Regions from separate parts of the Mus musculus genome. Here region 2 is linked to region 1. Evidence: chromatin contacts called from public promoter capture Hi-C data. All regions are on one chromosome and are shown on one strand. The core of a region is the stretch at or near the end of the contact, and the rest is flanking DNA. Distances in the headings are between cores, read along the strand shown. Region 1 holds the start of Mybl2 (myeloblastosis oncogene-like 2). Region 2 holds the start of 4921531C22Rik (RIKEN cDNA 4921531C22 gene).

The links. Promoter capture Hi-C pulls out the DNA fragments that hold promoters and counts their contacts.
Region 2: a contact with region 1 is called in a promoter capture Hi-C map of pre-B cells. The contact joins the promoter of 4921531C22Rik here to the promoter of Mybl2 in region 1.

Annotation. Positions count from the first base shown.
Region 1 is chr2:163,052,760-163,059,285 of GRCm38.p6, reverse strand. It overlaps Mybl2 (myeloblastosis oncogene-like 2), which reads right to left and starts at 4,651. Exons shown (of 14, transcript NM_008652.2): 1 at 4,438-4,651. The coding sequence starts at 4,457.
Region 2 is chr2:179,973,642-179,979,621 of GRCm38.p6, reverse strand. It overlaps 4921531C22Rik (RIKEN cDNA 4921531C22 gene), which reads right to left and starts at 2,769. Exons shown (of 2, transcript NR_033782.1): 1 at 2,430-2,769; 2 at 609-2,173. Taf4 (TATA-box binding protein associated factor 4) reads left to right here and starts at 2,976. Exons shown (of 15, transcript NM_001081092.1): 1 at 2,976-4,209. The coding sequence starts at 2,976.

The DNA.
Region 1 (6,526 bases), core at 3,402-5,901:
AAGCCAAAAAATATAGGTAGAATTTTACCTTCTGTTTTTTGCTTCCTTTTGGAGGCAGTCTCTCTAAGTAGTATCTCTCTCCTGGCTGTCCAAGAACTTGCTGTGTAAAAGAGGCTGGCCCCTTAGCAGGGCGTGGTAGTGCACCACCACGCCTTTAATCCCAGCAAGCTCTCGGGAGGCAGAGGCAGGCCGATTTCTGAGTTTGAGGCCAGCCTGGTCTACAGAGTGAGTTCCAGGACAGCTAGGGCTACACAGAGAAACCCTGTCTCGAAAAAAAAAAAAAAAAAAGAAAGAAAGAAAGAAAGAAAAGAAAAGAGGCTGGCCCCTGTGCTGTGAGTAAAAGCGTGTGCCACCACACTCAGCTCCAGTTCCACCTCGAACTCAGAAATCCGCCTGCCTCTGTCTCCCACCCAAACTCGGATCTTACTGCCAGTGCTGGTAATCAAGGCATGGCCCAGCCTCTGCTTTGTTTTCTTCTCAATGAACTGGGTTTATGGACTTTAAAAATCACATGTATTTATTGGTATGTCTGTGTGTGCACACCAGCACCTTTCCCTTGCTGAGCCATCTGCCCGGATGAAGCTTACACTCTTGTTTTTAATTTGTTGAGGCAGAGTCCTGTTATGAAGGCTGGCCTTGAAATCAAGGTAATTCTACCCTTTTTTGAGACAGGGTTTTTCTGTATAGCCCTGGCTGTCCTGGAGCTCAGAAATCCGCCTGCCTCTGCCTTCCAAGTGCTGAGATTAAAAAGGCGTGCGTCACCACTGCCTGGCAAGGTAATTCTACCTTAATCTCTGCTATTATAAATTGCAATTATAAACTTAGGCCACCATGCCTGGCTTTATTTTCTTTTTTGTAGCTTTATTTTTGGGATTAAAAAAAAAAAATCACCCAGCATACACAAAGCGGCTTCTAACCTCCACCTCACCACAAATACAAAACCCAAATTCTTCACAAAGACAGTGGTATTCGACGGGGCCATATTTGTATAGGTCTATAACCCCACCGCTCTGGAGGCTGAGACAGATCCGCTGCAAATTCAAGGAGCTAGAGACAGACCGGTCTCAAAACAGACAAAAAAATGATATCCAAAACCATATTCCCACTTTTTTTCTTCTCAGTAACAAACTTACACTGGGTATCTCTCTAGTCCCTGGCACTGGATGCTTTAAAGATAACCTGTCGGGCTGGTGAGATGGCTCAGTGGGTAAGATCACCCGACTGCTCTTCTGAAGGTCCAGAGTTCAAATCCCAGCAACCACATGGTGGCTCACAACCATCTGTAATGAGATCTGACGCCCTCTTTTGGTGTCTGAAGACAGCTACAGTGCACTTACATATATTAATGAATAAATAAATCTTTAAAAATAAAAGGATAACCTGTCATCAAACATGCAACACTGCAAGCATCTTAAGTTTGTCCTCAACAACGTTTTCCATTCTTTTTTTTAACTTAAAAAAAATGCATTTATTTTATGTGAGTACACTGTTACTTCCTTCAAATCCACTAAAGAGGGCATTGCATTTCAGATGGTTGTGAGCCACCACGTGGTAGCAGGGAATTGAACTCAGGACCTTTAGAAGAGCAGTCAGTGCTCTTCACCACTGAGCCACCTCTCCAGCCCAAGGTTTTCCTTTCTTTTTATCTGGATTAAAGGCCTATTCCACCACACCAAGCCTAACTTTGTTCATTCTTTCCAATTCTTGACTGCACGTGGGCACAATTAAGGGAGAGCATAAAACTCAGAATACAATTATTTGATGTCTGGAGGCTTTAAAAAAAAAAAAAACTAACATGGAAGTTTTCGTTGTTTTTGTTTGTTTTTCAAGACAAAGTTTCTCTGTGTAGCCGTAGCTATCCTGGAACTCAATCGTAGACTCAGAGATCGGCCTGTCTCTGCCTCCCTGCTGGGTTTAAAGGCACGCACCACTATCACCTGGCTAACATGGAATATTTTACCTGCTATCAAAATCCTATTGCCTAGTTTGATGGTTTGAGGAAGGAGATCACACTATGAATGCTAGTTAGGGACTGGAGAGCTGGCTCCACTAAGGAACATACTGCCCTTGATGAGGACCTAAATTCAGCCTCCAGCACCCTTCCCACAACCTCCCAGCTCCAGAAGGGTCCAGCCACTCTGGCCTCTGTGGGCACCTACACGCAAGTGCACAAAACCACCCACAGATACATAACTAAGGGAGAAAGGCAAACAACCAGTTTTTCACAGAACTTGGTTAATCCTTCCCCGGGACCTGCACTCGGTCACCTCGAGCAAATACGAAAGGTTAGTCAGTCATATGTAACTGGGAAGAGTAGAGATTTCCAAACGAGCAAGACGAGCCACACTTTGTGCCCACAAGTGTGCAGCGTTGGTGTCTGCACAGCCCTCCCTGTCTTCCCTCACACTCAGCACAGCCTCCCTCCCTGTCACTCCTACACACATACAAGCACTCTGGAAAGCCAGGTCCAGCCCTCAGCCCCAACCTCTGCTCTTGACTTCACCCACAAAGGTCAGCTCCAACTTCACATCCTGGAATTTGGCACAGAAAAGGCCTAAAGAAATATTTGCCCAGGGAAGGAGTGGATTTGTGAATGAATGGATACTTGCAAAGATGCTGCCTACGAAACAATTCTAAAAAAAAATCCCGACGAAAACGAAAAGAAGTTCCTAAGCCTAGCAATACGCGTCACAGAATCCAGAAAGCAGATTTGTATTGTCAGTGCTGACCCAATGCACGCCCCACCTACCATTGTAAAGCAGGAGGCAAAATCTACTAAACATTATCAGTTGAGTTTGCTTCTCCAAAACCCAGCACGAGGCCCAGATTCTATTAGAAGCTCAGCCGGTGTCCTAGGGAAAAGGCTCTGTGTAAGAGAGCCTGAAGCCTCAGTGCTGTGTAATAGTGACAGTATTTGGAGGGCGGGGGTCCTTTGAGATAGGTATCTCTATGTTGCCTTGGCTGCCCTGGAACTCACTCTGCAAACCATGCTGTCCTGTATACTGAAGAGATTCACCTGCCTGAGTGCTGTGATTAAAGACATGTGTTGCTGCTACCCGGCATGGTCACACTATTAAACAGATGGGAGTATCCATCAGTCACACACCTTCTTGCGCATTCTCAAGGGCTCCATTTAACAGACGGGAAAAGTGAGGCCGACAACGATTATGTCACACCAAGCTCCACATTTTTACACCCTAACCTCCCTAGGAACCGTAGCATGAAAAGCAGAGGCCAGTGTGCTGTTTAAAGAAAAGTCACACTTTTGTATATACACATACCCTTTCTCTTGCCCTTGTACGTTCTGGGCTATGCTCCAGGGAAAGGTGAGTCAGAGGCCAAGAGGGAAGTGGGCCACTGGGGTACAGGGAGTCACACCATGTGGCAGAGAAAGGCTCGTGAGGATGCAGGGGCACAGAGTCCACACTTCACAAAAGAGACCCTCAGATAAGCCCGGGGCTCTGGGATTAGTACTTCCAGATGCCCTTCCTGGGCACTGAACTGTCCTAGACACCGGGGCATGGGAAGCCACCCTGATCAGCACCCACAGACCAAACCAATACCCAACCCAGCCACGAAGAACTCTGCAAGTAAGCAAGCAGGCATCTCTGTGCCTTATCTTCATCCTAGGCCAGGTTCGGCCATCTGAAGACGGTGGAAAGGCGTTCTGAATTGGAAAGACCCAGAAGGAACACAGCAGAACCCAATTATCCCACGCCTTAGAAAGGCTGGAAAGCCCCGCGATTAGGCCCCAGATACACAGGTGTCCCAAAAGTCCAGACTTGACCCAGCCACCTAACCTCTAGGGAACTAAGAGGGAAACCCAGTTCCTGCCTTTGGCTCAGAGGCTGCTAGCAGAGCAGTCTCGTTGCACACCAATAGTCTTTACTCATCCCCAACTGCCCAAAACTAGCGTGGGACAGGAAGAAGGCTTCTGAAACCAAACCGAACCGGCCGCCGAAACCCCATGAGACAACGAATTCCCCGTCTCGCATCCCGCGGAGGGCCCAGGGGCTTTGTGCTTCCCGGAATGCTAACAAGAAAGGAACGCCAGCAAATTCGAGCCACTCTTGATCGACAAGTGTCTCCCAGGCTTCTGCCTTCCACTCGCTGCGACAAGGGGAGACATTCTCCCTACCCAGTAATGGGCCTCCAGCTGACACCGCGAGCGACAGCCTTCCTTCCCCACCCTGCAATTAGGCGGGAGATGATGGACCTCACCCAGGGCTGGGACCCGGTCTAGAGGGGGAACCCGCGCTTTCAGACTCCCGGGCCCAGGAGGCCCAGGAACCGAGCGAGGGGGTCCCGATAGCCTCTTAACGTGGCGCGCGCCCCTGCATCGGGCGGCGCAGGGTGCATTTCTCCCGGGGATCCCCATCTCACGCTTGCCGACCCAAGGAGAAGGGAGAGGACCCCAGCGCGCCCGCAGCCTCTCACCAGCGCGTCCGCCGAGACATCCCCCCGGCCCGGACCCCGCCGCACCCTTACGCCCGCCGGCCGAGCCCGGAGCGGGAGCCGGGCCGGGGTCAGGACTCAGGCTGCTCGAGCCGCTCCGGGCCCCAGGCGGTGCTCTCAGGCGTCAGCGTGTCTGCAGGTCTGGTCGCACGTTCCCAGGAACTGCAGCTGCCTAGGGAGCGCACAGAACCACTTTCCTATCTCCCGCCAAGTGCGTCGGCGCCGCCCGGCCCTGGCGCGCGAGCGCAGGGGCGGAGCATACGGAAGGGGCGAAGCGTACAAGACACGAGGGGCGGAGCCCGCGCGCCAGAACCCTAGGAGGGGCCTACTGTAGGGGCGGAGCCCAAGCATGGGGAAGAGGGGAGTGGTTTACCGGAGGGCAGAAACCGAATGTGCAAGCGGGCAGATGCTCTGTTAGTTGGCAATCTACTGTGTCCAGATACACCTACCTTAGGGATTCAATGAGGCGCGAGGCCTGGCTCTGTGTGAATCTTAGATAGACCCCGAGCCACACACATAGCAAAGACTGGAAGAACTGAATAGGAGAAACTTCCCGCCCAAATTGTCACTGCTTGGGACGGTCCAAGCCACTATCCCTAGAGCCCCCATGCTCCCTTTGACTGGGTTTGTATCTTTTCCTTTGCAAGCCTCTTGCTTCTTCAGCTGCCTCAGAGAGACCCAGCTCAAAATCCCAACATTTCTCTCACCAAACTTAAACCTCTCTTCTGTCCGGGTTAAATCTTTGTAACTCCATTTAGTAACGGCCTTCCAGATCACCACGCCAAGACACAGAGAGGCGAAATTAAGTCTTGCAGCTTTTGCTTGGGCCGTATTTGGACCAGGAACTCCCCACATCTTCCCCGACTGGGGTCTCCTGCCCATCTGCTTGCATTTGTGCGCATTTCCTCTGCTGAACTGTGAGCATTCTGGGATCCCAGCAGCCTTTCCTAGGAAATGTATTAAGCCCAGGGGGAAGGCTTGTTGGCTTACGTTCAATTTCTGATGGCAAGGGTTGTCTCTTTCAGGTTGTCATTTACTACCTAAAAACTGAGTGTCATCTTACTGGGACTCCCTGAAAGGATAGGAGCCTGGAAGAACCCCAGCCAAATGCCCTTTAGGCTCAGGCCTCAGATCTCTTTCCAAAAACTGCTGGCCCCTTTTAGACAGTACAACTCCGAAAACTTCATTTACTACAGAAGGATGAAGACTTGAAAGCTACAAGTTTTCACCTGGCTTAATTCAAGGCTTCCCCCCACCCCTCTCCCTTCAAAGGAGTTCATGTGGATCGCTGCTCTTCACGGCTAGTGTGCTTTACAGTGAGATCTCCTCGGGGGTGATTCCCAGCCTACCTTTCCCTAGTTCCATTATCTCAAATTATCAAACTTCTCCATGCCTGCTTCCTCACCTACAAAAACAGTTCATAGAAACCTTTGATCTTCATAACAACCCAATGAGTTATATGCTTGTATTACCCGATAGCAGATGGAGAAACTGAGGCACTGACTTCCCCAAACTGTAGTTCTAGAGTTTATAGTAAGGAAAGGGGTAAGGAAAGGGCAAATGGCTTTCCTCCTAGCATCTTTGGCTTGTTTGCAAATTAAATGGATAGGAAATAGATTAACGGGAGGAAACTCAGGTTTAATTACTTGCATATCCATTGGAGTCCTGTAAAATAATGACATCATACAAAGGCTCAGACGTTTGAAGCTTCCTGGGGTACAAAAAGGAATGAGGTCCAAGGACTTCTGTAGGAATGGTGGTGACACAAGCTAACTAGGGATAAGGAAAGGAATTATGTGGCAAACAGGTGGTCTTGTCATGCAGATAAAAGTCTCCCAGTTAAAAGAAAGATATAGGCATCAGCCGGTTCCTAGTACAGAATGCAGGCTAACGCAGATTTCCTTTACAAATGTAAATTTCTTTTACAAAAGGACTGCCTTGCAAAGTTATTTCCTTGTCTATAGTCCCTGCAGAATAACCAGGTCAAAGCATGTTGGAGAAGTGGGAGATTATTTTCTCCTACACTTTATTTTGGGGTACTGTGTACAAACCTTTAACTCTAAGCAATACA
Region 2 (5,980 bases), core at 1,520-4,019, about 17 Mb before region 1:
TTAAAAACTTTTCAAAGTGATCTTGGAATTTGGTAGGTCCCAAATCCAGGAACTGGTATCACTAGAAGATGAGAGGTACCAGCTATGTGAAAGGCTGACAGGATGGAATGAGCCTATCAAGGCTAGCATGTGCAACACAAGATGCTCTGTCAAAACAAAATAAAGGAGAGACCATAGCCAGGTGAGTCCAGAGATGGCTGAAGCTACCACAAGGTAAGGGTGCCTGACACAATCACCCAGAAAGCAGGAACCAGTTTGAGGTCTCCAGCTACCATCTAGTGTGCACTCTTGCCTGTGTCTCTGTCTGTCTGTCTGTCTGTCTCTCTGTGGTGCGTGCATGTATGCATGGAGGTTAGAGGTCAGCATCAGGTATACAGGTGTATTCCTCAATCATTCTTATTTTTTGAGACAGGATATTTCACTACACTTTCTGGGCCAGTGAGACCCAGGAATACTGTGATCCCCACCTCCCCATAGCTGGGATTACAGATGCATGCTGCTATACCCAGTGTTTTCATGTGGGTACTGGGATTCAACTCATATCCTATCATTTCACCAAGCGAGCCATCTCCTTATCCCTCCGCTTTGCCTTTTTTTTTTTTTTTTTTAATTAAACATCTTGTGCTGGTGAAATGGTTAAGCAGATAAAAGTAGTTGCCATATTAGCCTGATAAAAATTTGATCCCTTAAACCTATGGTGGCAGGAACCTACTTGCAAAAGGTTGTCCCCTGTTTCTACAAAATGGGTGTTTTATTTATACTTTATATTTAATGATTCTTCCTTTTCTCTTTTAATGCTAGTTCAAACTATGAAAGTCATAATGGCCTATGGCAATGTATCAAAGGGAGAGACAATTTAAAGAAAATTTGTTCTTCAGTCTCCAGAGTGACAAAGGTTAAGGCTTTAATAGTGTCTACTGCCCCTTGCATATAGATTTTGAGGAGGGGAGGAGACTTTTTAGCTCCACCCACTTCAGTCTTAAGAGCTCTGCACTTGAAAACAGCTACCTGAAAGATGTGTGGCTCCCACACTGGGCTCTGCAGCAAGGAATGAAGGGACTGGTGGGCACAGACCCTAAACCCTGCACCTGTAACTTAAGTCTTGGTGGCTCAGGGGCTGTGTCATTAGCAGATGCTTAAGAATGGAAGGAGGCTGTGTACCGTGGTACCAAGAGGCCTGTGAGCTCCAGAGCCTGGGCTTTGCTATGGCTCTCATTGTTGTGCTCCCTGTCACCTAATGGCTTCGGGGTACAGGCTACTGTACACCTAACTGGTGGGTCCCATTAACCGGCATCAAGAGGATTAGCAAGAACCTTCTGATCCTTTGGTCCACTTTAAAATCTTCAAACCATTATCAAGAGTAAAGAATTCTGTGACTTGTGGCTGGGGGCTGTGACTAAGTAGTGTCCCACTCACTCAGGATGATGCTCTTGGCCCTGAACGTGTTCTCCTGTGTCAAAAGAAGACTCGTGGGTTTTATTTACAACTGTGAATTTCTGTTCCTTCTAGTGTGTGTCAAGCCTATACTGGCTTCTAGCACCCAACCTGCTTCCTCATTGTCTCTTTCTTTTTACTGGCTTTCCAAATCTGGAGGCTGATGTTCAAGAACAAAATTTCTGTTATTTAAGGATTCCCAAGCACACTTTGCAAGTGAGGGCACTGTGGGGTTTGTTTGTTTGTTTTGTTTTTTGGCTTCAAGGCGCACAGTTCCTTAGGTAGACTATTGCTTAGAGGACAGCTGGGGTAGGGTGGGGTTTGTATAGTAGTTATATAACTCATTTAGTTTAAAAGGCTGGGACAGGATCAGCACACAGGCTGAGAGTTTATACTCTGCTTTTGAGAGAATAGTTCTCACCTCACCTTTTTGATACAGGGCCCCACAAGACCCCCAGGCTGGCCTCCAACTAAATGCATAACAAAGGTTGAACTCCTTTTCCTCCTGCCTTCATCTTCCGAGTGCATGGAGGGTGTGTGTGGGTAGTAAAAGCTGGTGGGAAGAGTCTCTTTCAAGGCACGAAAGGAAAAAAAAAAAATTACAGTGTCAAATTCCTCATTCCCCAGTGCTGGATCTGTGCAGACCGTGGCAAGTCTCTTCAGAGGTGACGATGATTCTAGGAAGGTCAGTTGCGTTGAGGTCCCCAACAAGCTTTGCCATCTGGAATTTGTTTTCGGCCTTTTCAAAAAAAAAAAAAAAAAAAAGGAAAGACGAAATCCATAGCGATGTCCAATAAGACGGCCTTTTGGTTAAGAAAACACCCAGAAAGAAAGGGGAGAAATGGTAACGAAAATGTTCCTACAAAGTGCCAGCAAGCATCAGTTTAGAGGATTTACAACCAACCCCCCCCTCCCCCACGAGAAAAGTAAATAAAGAACAAATCAGCTTCCGGATGTCCAGCTTCGTCCGGGGTGTGCACGGCCCTCGTACTAACCGCTGTAAGTCAGGGGAGCTGACCCGTCGTGTCCGCGGCGTCCTCTGCGCACCTCTCCGCCCCGAAAGCGCCTTCGTGCCAGGACTCCTGCTCCTCTCTGACCGCCGGGGCCCCGGGAGCGCCCGCGCAGCTGTCACCGCCCGCCCTGGCCGCAGCCATTTTGGAAGGGTGCAGACAAAGGGCGAACCCCGCAGCCGGCTGCCGCGACCCACCCGGCGCCTAGAGCCGCCGCTCTCCCGGCCCCGCTGCCATTCCCACCAGCGCTCCAACAGCCGACCAGCACCCAGCGCCTAGCCTGCTCCCCGGCCTCTGGCGCTCGCAGCCATTGGCCGCGTCTTTTAAGAGCCCGCCGCAGCCAATCGGAGGCCACAGGGGCGCGGGCGTGGGCGGTGCGTGTCGGCGCGCCTGCGCAGTGGGCCGCCCCTCCCCCCTCCCTGCGCGCCGCGCCCCCGCCCGCCCCGCGCACCGCCCCCCGCCCCGCTGGAACCTCCTCCTGCCCAGGCGCGCTCGGCCGAGCGGCGGCGGCGGCGGCGGCGAGGAGGAAAGATGGCGGCGGGCTCGGATCTGCTGGACGAGGTCTTCTTCAACAGCGAGGTGGACGAGAAAGTGGTGAGCGATCTGGTGGGCTCGCTCGAGTCGCAGCTGGCGGCCAGCGCGGCCCACCACCACCACCTCGCGCCGCGCACGCCCGAGCTGCGGGCCGCGGCCGCCGGCGCGCTCGGGAACCATGTTGTGAGCGGCAGCCCGGCCGGAGCCGCGGGCGCAGGGCCGGCCGCCTCCGCCGAGGGCGCGCCCGCAGCGGCGCCGGAGCCGCCCCCCGCAGGTAGAGCGCGGCCGGCGGGTGGGGGCCCGCGGCGCCCGGGCTCCAGCTCACCGCGCCGCTTGCTTGTCCCCGCAGGGCCCGCGCCGGCGCCCGCCAAGCTGAGGCCGCTGCCCGAGGCCAGCGCGGGGCCCTGCCCCGCCGCCGCTGCCGCTGCCGCCGCCACCGCCGCCGCCGTCGCGGGGCCGGATCCCGCCGCCGCCGCCCCACCCGCCGGCCCCGGCGCCTCCAAGCCCGGCCCGCCTGGCCCGCCCGGCCCCGGCGCCGCGCAAACTTTGAATGGGAGCGCCGCGCCGCCCACCGCGCCGCACGCCGCACCTGCTGTCAGCCCGGTCAACAACGGGCCCGCGCCGCCGCCCGCCGCCGGCTCTGTCATCCAGGCGGCCCCCGCGCCCGCCGCGCCCTCGCCGCCCGCCGCGCCCGCGCCCGCCGCGCCCCCGCCGCCCGCGCCCCCAGCGCCTGTCGCGCCAGCCCGGCCGCCCGGGCACCCCGCCGCGCCCGCGCCCCCCGTGTCACCCGCTGCCGCTGCCGCCGCCGCCGCCGCTGCCGCCGCCGCGCAGAACGGGGCCGCTCCTGCCCCCGCCGCGGCCTCCGGGGGCGCCGCGGGGTTGGGCCAGCCGGGCGCGGGCGCGCAGGGGGCCAAGGCCGAGGCGCCCAAGCCCGGACCGGGGCCCGGGCCGGGGCCGGCGGCGGCGGCGGCGGCGGCGGGGGTCGCGGGCGGGGGCGCGGCGGGCAGTGTGCTGCTCGGGCCCGCCATGCCGGGCGCGCTGCCGGGGCCTGCGCCCGGGACCCCCGCGGGGCTGGCGAAGGGTGCGGCCGCGGCGACCCCCAGCCTGCCTCGGACGCCGGCGGCCACCACCGGCGCTATCCGGGCCACGCTGACGCCCACCGTGCTGGCCCCGCGCCTGCCGCAGCCGCCGCAGAACCCGACCAACATCCAGAACTTCCAGCTGCCCCCAGGTGAGTGGCAGCGCGCGGCGGGAGGCCGAGGGCGGGTGCACCAGGCTGCCCTGGCGTTCCAGGAAGTTCTGGGCTGCATTCTGGGACCGTGCCCTAGTCGGGTGGCCCGAGAGGCCGAGGGGCGGCCCCTGCCCAGGTGACCTGCCAGTTTTGAGGGCGTCCCAGTCCTGGAGCTCCCAGATCCCTCGGGGAACTCTGCTGTCCCATTCGGATGCTCTGGGCTACCACCGTATAGCCGAGGGGCCCTTCTCTCTCCTTCCTCAGGTGAGGTCAAGAGAGGGCGAACCGACTACTCACGGGCATGCTAATGAAGTCTGTGGAAGGCGGCATGGGCTTTCCTGTTGCCAGGGAAGCCGGTTGGGGACTCCATGCTGGGAGCAGGCGTTTAGTGGTCATCAGTGCCTGAAAGTGGACCCTGGGTGTTTTTTGTTGTTGCCATCCCTGGAGGTCAGTAGGACACTTAGTGCGTAGGGGTCTGCGGATGCAGGAGATCATGGTGATGTGGATTCTGGGACACAGGAGCTGTCTCGGCTCTTGCAGATTCCACACATGTTCTGACTCTGTTGTCCTCGAATTCCTAAGGGTCCCTTGGGTTTGTCGAGTGGCTCCTTTCCTCGCTTGTAGCCTGCTTTTGTTTGAGAGTCCTCTGCAGGAGTGTTCCCACAGAACCCTGGGCCGGAGCAAGCCCTGTGCGCTCCTCCGGTATTACACGGTGACATGTGCAAGCAGTAGTAGCAGCGCCGCCCGCCCGCCCGCCCGCCGCGGTGGCAGTAGTAGAGAATTAGAAAACATGCTGCTACTGTGTCCTCTCCTGTTTTCTTAAAAGTGGTTTGGGTCACGTTGAAAGACCTACAGCATCTTTAGAATTGGGTTTTGCTGTGGAAGTCAATGAGGATTGGGAAGGCTCATCAAAGGTCCAGAGATACCTGCCCTATCTATGGGGATATAGGACCCAGAAGTGTTTGAGAGGTTGCAGGGGCTGCCATGCTCTGAGGAGGCGCTGGGTGTGACATAAGGCCTAGGAACTGCAGATGTCTCTTGCCACACATCTGGGGTTTGCTGAGAAGTGAGCAGGGTGTGTGTGTGTGTGTGGGGTGGCTGTGTGTGTGTGTGTTTTGTGTGTGAAATTGAAATGCCTTGTTCATTATCTTCATTCTGACCTCTGGGTGGAAAGTATGGCTGATATTTATAGTTTAAGATGCATTTTGTGCTTGTAGTCTGCTGTTCGAAATGCCACAGTACTTTAACACGGACTTCCCCAATGCAAGTATGTGCCCACATTGTCCTTTTATCAGGAAAGCTGGCTTAGTCAGGTGCCCATGGCATCCTTCCATAGCAATCCTGGCTTACCCTGGCTCCTTTGCTTTTGAGTGCTGCACAAGTGAAGTCCGTCTCCCTGGGAGAAGGACGATGTCATTTGAAAAGGGCATTGGCTGCTGTCTGCACCACTGCTGCCTCCTTTTCCAGGTCAGGTTCAGAGTTGGCGTGTAGAGCAGAAGATAACTCCTTGGGGGAAATGTAAACATGTTCATTATTTGCACGTCTCTGCGTCTGCGTCTGCATCAGCCCCCATGCTTGTGCTGGAGAGTAGGGCAGAGTCTGGTGTGTAGCAGACACCCAGAGCTCTGCTTCAAAGTCCCACATGCTTTCTAAAAAAGAGAAAACTCACACCCATCCTCTGTACCCCTGGCTTCTGTTGCTGTTTTGATAAGGAGTGCTGATTGATTACCTTACTTTAAAAACACCCAAAGCTAAGCTAATGTTTGGTGCT